Regions from separate parts of the Canis lupus genome. Here region 1 is linked to region 2. Evidence: chromatin contacts called from public Hi-C data. All regions are on one chromosome and are shown on one strand. The core of a region is the stretch at or near the end of the contact, and the rest is flanking DNA. Distances in the headings are between cores, read along the strand shown.

Region 1 (4,393 bases), core at 1,829-4,328, 52 kb after region 2:
GCCCGATGTGGGACTCGATCTCAGGATCCCAGAATCACGCCCTGAGCCAAGGGCAGATGCTCCACCACTGAGCCACCTAGGCATCCTGATGAATGGCTTTATTAAAAAAAAAGAAAAGAAAAAAAGAAAAAAAGATGCAAATGTTTTGTGAGTCCTCTAAATTTTTCTGTAAAGTTGCCCAGATTCGGGATCCCTGGGTGGCGCAGCGGTTTGGTGCCTGCCTTTGGCCCAGGGCGCGATCCTGGGGACCCGGGATTGAATCCCATATCGGGCTCCCAGTGCATGGAGCCTGCTTCTCCCTCTGCCTGTGTCTCTGCCTCTCTCTCTCTCTCTCTCTCTGTGACTATCATAAATAAATAAAAATTAAAAAAAAAAGTTGCCTAGATTCATTTTTTTTTTTTTTCCAAATTCACTTTTTAAAATGGAAGTAATGAAATTGGTTTTCCTGGATTGTCCAAATTGGCCTGAAGACCTGGGGTGAGAAGCTTGGAGATTTCAGCCAGTAGCACAGGGCAGGGGCTCTCTGACCTGCTGGGTGACCAGCTATCACCCTTGAGGATGTTAAAAATACGGGTCCTCCCAGGCTCTGCCCCTGTACCGGCCTAGTGAGGGGCAAATTTGCTACAATCCCAGACCCAGCACTTAGGAGGCACACCTTTATTTGGTGAACCATTAAGGAAAATGTGCCAGTCAGAACCATGGAAACTCTCGTTTATAAACTTTTTATATTTACCGAAAGAGCTTTACTTAGGCTTTAGACAGATTTTCATATCGCACTTCATAATTAAAAAGTAAAATGTAAGAAAAAAAAAAAAAGTAAAATGTAAGAGATATTCCTAAAACTTTGCATTGTGATTTGGTGCTCTGAACGGTTTTGGCCAGGTTGTCTCTGTTTTCCCAAACTGTTCTCTGTGCTGTGGTGAGTGCTTGGGGACACAGCACTTCTGGAAAGCGTATTCTGCTGTCGGCTCCAGAAATTTCCTCCCAAGCTTCTGATAATCAGTCTGCAAGAACTGATGGGCTCTCTTGACCTTACCAGGAGGAGCCCAGCCATGGCAACCATGGCACAGTGGCCCCCCACTGATGGCCATTGTGGGAGGCCTGAGATTTCACATATGTGAGAACACGGGCATCTTAGAACCTATGCGGTGTGGTGCTTGGAGGGACGGAGTGCTGTTTCCATCAGACCTGCTGTGTCATAGTCTGTGCCACATGACATCACTAAATGAGCTCTGGTGACATCCAGGCAGCAGGGGCAGAGCCATTAGGCTCCTTTGGAAAAAAATAGATCTCGCTGGCATTAACTAATCAAACGTGAATTCTAGTTGTAGTAAAGGTGGAAGGACGTGTTCACACTCTTGCATAATTACAGCTACTGTGGTCTTTGGCATCATCGTGTCCATATATCCTTACTGAGTGTTTCATACTCGATTTCCAACAAGGAGATGTGTCCCATGATTTGCCAGGTTCCCAAAGGCCAGCTGGCTGCACCAGGAAATGGGAGTGCCCCGCCTGGTCCTTGCAGCCGGCACAGGGCACAGTACCCCAGCACATTTGGGAAGGCTCCTGGTGTAGACGCTGCCCTCACAGAGTGACGAGGAAGCCTGTGTGGATAGGGGCTCCCCTCGAGTCTCAGCTGTGGGCTCTCTGTCTTGCCTGGAACCCGGGGAGAGAAGTCAGCCTCTCCACTTTCTTAAAGGTTCCATCCTGTGGCCTGTTGCAGCATGGCTTTTGTCAGGTTCCACCCGGACAGGACACGGTGTTTCCTGGAATGTGACAGACGTGAGCGCTTTAATTCCCTGGTCTTGACACGGACCCATGTCCCGGCAACACTGGCTTCAGGAGGCAGGGCCACAGGTCAGATCCAGAGCCATAGGGAGGGCCGGCCGGGAGGTGGCTTGGCTGTCTGGTTCATACTTCATCTAAGGTGGAGTTTCCAGGGATGGGGCAGATTGGTGACGGTAAGGGACTGTGACAGGGCTCTGGTCTGATGTCTGGGCTCCAAAAGTATACCTTCTGGCCAGCCCGGCTAGGAATGGGTGTGTTTTCCTCAGTAAAGCAAATGAAGATGATCCCTGGAACATCTGCTGTGATGTGGTGGGGACAGACAGGGCATTTCGTGTGGGCAGCAGAGTGAACACCCCTGCAGAGCCTCAACGCATCTCCGCTCCATCTCAACAAGCACAGGGCCTGAAGTCTTCCTGACGACGCGGTGCACTGCCGCTGGGTGGCAACCCGCTGGCTTCTCTGAGTCTCCCAACACACTGGGAGCCCAGCTCCCATAAACCCTCTTCCTGGGGCTCTCAGTGCCCAACAAAGGCTTTATGAACTGCCTTTCCCTGGACCACGAAGCAGTGGTTTTTCACGTGAAGTGAGGTTCCTTCTGGTTAGCATCTCTGTAGAAACAGGAACTGGGGCAAGTCCATGCAGATCATGTTTCTCCTGACTAGGCTGGCCCAGGACAGCTAAGCTGGCGGCAGACAATGCTGGCGTTAGCACCCCCAAAACCAGCCAAACAGGGAGGAACTCTTACTTTCTGAGGGAAGCCAGACACACCTGGGTAAGACCCTAGATACAAGGGTGAGGACACGCGAGAGGGCATCCTGCACTTTTGCCTGTGTTTTTCACATCCCCACCATGGCCAAGCAGCATGGCCAAGCAATACCAGCCTGGCCTGAGAACATCATGGAATATTGAAAACAACAAAAATCCGCATTCTCTGTGGGATCGTACGTTGTCCTAGTGTTTCATTCCAGACTATCTGAATTGGCCCACACTGGAGAGGCTGCTCTAGGATCTCCCTGAATCCTCCCCCAAGCATCTTCAGCATGCATCCTGCCCAAGAGCATAGTCTGAAACAAAACACGCTGATCTAGTAATGAGCTGCGCTGGTCCATGACCAGAACCCTCCCGCCGAAGGGTTCATCCTGCAGCCCTAAATGGCTCCCTTGTCCACTAACGGCTGGGTGTCTGGCCCCAGTGGCCCTGTCCTTCCCCCACACATCTGCATGCTGAGGCCACTGCGAGAACAGGACTCGGAGCCAAGACCGCCCAGAGAGCTAGCCTGTGTCTGCCAGATTCTGGGACCACAGCGGCCTCAGCAACCGTGGGCCTGGCCTCTGCATTTTTAAGTCTGTGGGGTGCCCAGCCTCCAATCAGATCACAGAAGAGAAGGTGAGAAGATAGATGCCACATTCACGTGATTATTCTTGTTTATTGAGGTCTGTTTATTTTCAACGGGTGCTTTTTCCTCCAAGTAAACAGAGCAGGCGTAAATATCTATAATGAATAAATTTATTGTCTTACAAAAATCATTGTCTAGAAATATGGGAATACAAGAAAAAAGATATTTGCAGTCAGGTGTCTGGTGGTCAACAGCCAGTACAATTCATAAAGGGGGAAAACCAAAGATTCCAAACCCACATGACAAATTCTTCCTAACAGGTGTTAAAGCTTTTAACCCAAAAGGTTTGTTTTTCAAGCACGTTGCAGAGGATCAAGGATTTATAATTAACACTGATTCATTGTCACTGAATGTTTATAATACCACTTCGACTAGAGAGGTACATGATATGAAGCACAGTTGAATTGTTACAGAGGCAAATAATATATTTAACATTGTCTTAGTACTGTAGTGTCTAAGGCACTTTCTGTAATGTCAGTTTGCTTAACTATCAACCAAAAACAGAATGCTAAATGTTCACTGTAACACTGTCCAGAGGGAAGGAGAAATGAAAAAGGATTCACATCCACTGGCATATCAACATTCAGGCAGATGGCATCTGTTCTGGAGGATCCGTAAACCTCCCGGACAAACTTGGAATAAGTGTGGGACACAAAACCAATATTTTTCCATTTTGGGCTCAAAGCAGTGGCTGAATTTGCAAGGTCAGCATGCGAGCCTGGCTGGAGAGGGAGGGCCCCCTACTGGCCCCGGTGAGTGCCCTGTGGCTGCTTGCTCCTGGGGCGAGAGGGCAGCGTGCTGGCCAAGCCAGAGGGCGTGGGGTTGGCGCGACGGCTGCCACCTGCGGCTTCGTGGCCGCTGTCCCTTCAGTGCACAGGCCAGCCCTGGCCGGGGACGCTTCACAGGAAGAGATGCGGGGACAACCACCAACTTGAGGGTGGGAGGGGCGCGGGGGCCCCAAGTGGATGCTGCAAACCCACCCCTCATCTTGCCAAAGCCCCCTTCACAGTTTGCTCACTGAAATAGTGTTGATCGTCATCGGAGGAAGGACAGGGAGATGCAAGTGTGGGTCAGGTTCCACAATGTGCTAAGAGACTCGACGTGGCTGAGGAGTCGGGGCCACATCAACACAGAACGAAGTTACCTGTCTGTAGACAGAGCGCATGCAGAGAGAGCAGCCACCATGGGGCTGCCCCAAGAACCCAGCCA
Region 2 (4,620 bases), core at 1,356-3,855:
TTGGCAAGAACTGAGAGAACCCCTGAGAGACAGCTCAGCCAGCCCCAGACACTGACCTGGGGCTCTCTGTCTTCTCAGGAGGGGATGCCTGGAGCAGAAATGTATGGTGCATACCTAAACAAAATCAGCAGGTGGCACTCTAAAGACGTGCCGTTGCCATCCAAGCTTGGAGGGGGCCAAAATCTTGGTTGAGTGCCTAGGGAATAGAAACTGAGGCACGAGCAGTCTTGAGCCCTAACTTTTTGGCTCTGTGCTTCCTCCAGAGGTGAGACCCCCAAGATCAAGAGCCCTGTAGAGGTTTTTCCCCTATATTCCCCCCACCATATCCCCTATATTCCCCTGTGGGTACCTGTAGAGCACCATCTGTTCAATTTAATTTGGAACAACATGGGTCCAGATGAGCAAACCAATCACCTACGTGGTTCTTTTGTGAAAATGCAAGTTCTGGGACGCGGGTGGCTCAGTGGTTGAGTGCCTGCCTTGGGCTCAGGTTGTGATCCTAGGGTCCTGGGATCGAGTCCCGCATCGGGGTCCCCACAGAGAGCCTGCTTTTCCCTCTGCCTGTGTCTCTGCCTCTCTCTGTGTGCCTTTCATGAATGAATGAATAAATAAAATCTTGAGAAAAAAAAAAGAAAATGCTCATTCTGATTCAGTAGCCCTGGGGTGGGGCTGAGATCTGCATTTCCAACTCCCTGGTTATGACTCATGCTCAGTAACTCTGACATCTAGAACACACTGTCCACAAGGTCTCAGTTCTGTGCACTACAGGAGGTGGAAGAGGGCTCTGCCCTCGGGACTTGCAGCTTTCTGGAGTAAAATATCACTGAAATGTCTCCCATATGGGTTAAGGTGTGAGTCCACTTGCTGGGTGAGTTTGGACAAGCTGTGTGACCTCTTAGGGTCTCAGTTTCCTGATCTGTAAAATGGGAAGAGGGGCGCCTGGCTGGCTCAGTTGGAAGAGCATGTGACTTTTGATCTCGGGGTTGTGAGTTCAAGCCCCACATTGCGTGCAGACATTCCTTAAAAAATAACAACTTAAAAAAAAAGGGGAGATTAACAGCCCCTTCCTTAGAGAGTGGTTTGAAAGTTAAAGCAGGATGTCCTATGGTAAGACACTTAGTACTGTGCCTGACACATAGTAAGCCTCAGCAAGGCTTGGGGTGCACTAAAAGAAGAAGCTAGGCACCCACCCTGGGGGAGTGGTAAATTGGAGGGAATAATCTTTAAAAAAAAAAAGATTTTAGGGATTTATGAGTGGTGCTAAGAGGAGCCAAAGCTCACCCTGGCCCTGCCCTCATGCAAGGCTTTGCCTTGGCCTCTATAGCCTCACCCCACTGCTGTGAGGTCCCCAGCCCAGGCTCCTGAGTTTGCCTGCGTGCATTAAATAGGGTGGTGTTTCCACAGCATCTCAAAGGCTCATGGACATTTAGAGACTGACTTCCAGTGCTCTGCTAGATGTTCTGGGGGAATCAGAGACAGATCCACACAGCCTCTACCCTCACTGGGTGTCCCTAGGGAGGTAACCCATCACCATGGAAAAGGAATGGTCAGCCAGTGCAGGGCCTCAGTAGCGGTTCTTAGAAACAGTGCTTCTTCGGGGCGCCCATGTGGCTCAGTCAGTTGAGCATATCAGATCATGACCTCATGGGATCCAGCCCCACATCAGGCTCCCTGCTTGGCGGGGAGTCTGCTTCTCCCTCTGCCCCTCCCATTGCTTGTGCTCTCTCTCTAAAATAAATAAATAAATAAATAAAAATAAAATAAAATAAAATAAAATAAAATAAGGGATGCCTGCATGGCTCAGCAGTTTAGCGTCTGCCTTCGGCCCAGGGCGTGATCCTGGGGTCCTGGGATCAAGTCCTACACCGGGCTCCCTGCGTGGAGCCTGCTTCTCCCTCTGCTTGTGTCTCTGCCTTTCTCTCTCTCTGAGTCTCTCATGAATCAATAAATAAAATACTTTAAAAAGTAAAATAAAAAAGAAACAGTGCTCTTCCTACATAGGGAGACTAAATGATAGCTGCTGTTTGGGGTGAGTCTCCAGACCAGAACCAGACCAGGGTTGTCCAATCTAATATAGATTGAGGAGTGGGCCAGATTTGCAGAGGCAGAGGGGAGGAGGGACAGACAGGGACTCATGGGACCTGTGTGAAGCCTGTTACGCACATTATGTCATTCAAGCGTAAACAGACCTGTGGGTACCGGTGCTAGAATTACCTCCATTTCACAGATGTGGAAAGTGAGACTCAGACCCCAAGAGCTCGTTCAGGCCTCCCAGCTATAAAAGTGATGACGGCCCTCTGCCTTCAGTTCATCCTCTTCTATGCCACGTATGTGCTATGCCAGGTGCTGCGCAGCTCCTACCTTTAGCGAGTGACAGCTTTTCCCTCATTCTTCTCCAAATACAGGGACCAGAGCATACAGGCATGTTGTGACAGGGAGCCTTGAACGCCTGGCTGAGGGTGAGGACCTGATCTCTCTCTCCCCTTCCTCGGGACCATGGAAGGAAGTGTTGCTCGACTCCAGCTCAGTGAGGAGGCTGACAGGATTGCCTCACTTCCAGATGACAGGCCCCAGCCTTCGTGGGCTGAACCCACTTCCTGTCCTTGTGCCTCTTTTGTCATACGGTGATTTCTCATGCTTCCTGTTGACTTCTGCTTGGTTTTCAGCTGGTTCAGCGCTAGGAACCGTGTACTGCTGGTGGTCTGATTGGTGAGGCACGGGACACAGGACCAGGTACCGTGGGGTGGTGGGGAGCAGGGGACCGGGGGGGCTCTGACTGGAGGAGGTCTGGGCCAGGTGGGGGTCAGCCTGAGACACTCCAACATGGGGGACTCCTGGTGGCCTGCGGACCTTCTCTCCATCCATGTAGTAGGAGAGACTGTCAAAGGCTGAGGTCAGCTTGTCAAGCTGGTTATGCCTCTGTGGGAGTGACACCAGCCACTTGTTTTGGTGGCTTCCCAGCGCTGCGTTGTCTTTTCACATCCCCCTAAGATCCCATTGCCTTGTTGTTTCTTTTTGCTTCCTGGGCTGCCTCGATGGTATTTTCTAGGCTTGCAGAGAATTTCCTGGGTTCAGACAGGTTTATCTGGGGCTGCCTGAGATATACATAGTCCATGTGATGCTTAACATCACACTGAGCTGACCAAGTTAGAAGATTGCCAGGAGTCCAGGCTCCTTGTTTCACTCATGGCCAAGTTACTCCCCTCTGAACGTGTTTTCTTGTCTACTAAATGTCACAGTGTCTCTGTTTTGTGGGATTTTTGCGATGCTTAAGCAGGACAACGATTATGAAAGTGTTTCATAAACTGTAAGATGATATCCTTAAAGGAGTTGAGGTTACTTTTATTTCATTTTCTAAATGGAACTCAACTTTTTTTTTTTTTCTTGGTGCAATAGTCGATATAAACCCCCACAATACAGAAAAGTGAAAGGTTTTTTGTTTTGTTTTGTTTTTCATGATTTCTGGACTTAAAAATGTATTGTGGTAAAATATACATAACATAAAACATAAAATAACATAACATAAAATGTACCATTTTTAGGTACACAGTTTATCATCAAGGGCATTCACATTGTTGTGCACCCATCATCATCATCCGTCTCCAGAATTCTGATCATCTTGCAAAACTGAAACTGTCCCCACTAAATACCACCTCCTCACTCTCTTTTTCCCCAGCTTCTGGAAACCACCGTTCTGCTTTCTGTTTTTGTGAGTTTGACGACTCTAGGAACCTCATATAAATAGAATCATACAGTATTTGTCCTTTCGTGACTGGCTTATTTCACTTAGCCTAATGCTCTCAAGGTTCACCCTTATCGTAGTATGTGTCACAACTGCCGTTCCTTCTCAGGCTGAGTATGATCCTATTGTATGTATAGACACCATTCAGTTAAGTCATTTGTATGTTCATAGACACTTAGGTTGCTTCCACCTCTGGCTATTGTGAATAATTCTGCTAGGACCATGAGTTCACAAATATCTGTTTGAGTCTCTGCTTTCCATTCTCTTGAGTATATGCCCACAATTGGAATTGCTGGGATCATATGGCAGTTTTATTTTTAATTTTTAATTTTTTGAGGAATTGTGTTACTTCATACATAGTGGCTGCATTGCTTTATAATCCTACCAGTAGCACACAAGGGTTCCAATTTCTCCACATTCTTGCTGACACTTGCCACCTTCTGTGTTTTTGATAGTAGCCATCCTATTGAGTGTGCAGTGGTATCTTACTGCAATTTTGATTTGCATTTCCGTAGTAATCAGTGATGAGTAATCAATGATTGCCTAGCACATCATTCCATATGCTTGTTGGCCATTTTTATACATCTTTGGAGAAATGTCTATTTGAGTCCTTCACACATTTTTCAATTGAGTTGTTTCTTGTTGCTGTTGAGTTGTAGGAGTTCTTTAAATATGCTGGAAGTTGACTAGACTTTTAAAACAAATGTTTCTTATGTCAAATTCTGTCCTTTAAACTTTTTTCATTTGAGATGCCTGGGTGGCTCAGTGGTTGAGCGTCTATCTTCAGCTCAGGGCATGATCCCAGGGTCTGGGGATTGAGTTCCTCATCAGGCTCACCATGGGGTGCCTGCTTCTCCCTCTGTGTATGTCTCTGCCTC

The links. Hi-C and Micro-C count contacts between places; a contact is called where the count stands out from the background.
Region 1: a Hi-C map of skin fibroblasts shows a contact between it and region 2, with 2.0 times the contacts expected there. The contact joins the enhancer-like site here to the promoter of NDEL1 in region 2. A contact is called at or near these places in 3 of 9 Hi-C or Micro-C datasets (blood and skin fibroblasts).

What each region holds. Positions count from the first base shown.
Region 1 is chr5:33,441,718-33,446,110 of UU_Cfam_GSD_1.0, forward strand. All of the region lies in intron 8 of NDEL1 (nuclear distribution protein nudE-like 1), which reads left to right. It overlaps MYH10 (myosin-10), which reads right to left. Exons shown (of 43, transcript XM_038536839.1): 43 at 3,207-4,393. Among named protein-coding and RNA genes, the nearest start is that of NDEL1, 51 kb to the left of the region's middle. Within about 2 kb of position 3,079, at least 2 of the 20 cell types and tissues checked have an H3K27ac peak or open chromatin away from gene starts, as enhancers often do.
Region 2 is chr5:33,390,407-33,395,026 of UU_Cfam_GSD_1.0, forward strand. It overlaps NDEL1 (nuclear distribution protein nudE-like 1), which reads left to right and starts at 2,606. Exons shown (of 10, transcript XM_038536844.1): 1 at 2,606-2,733.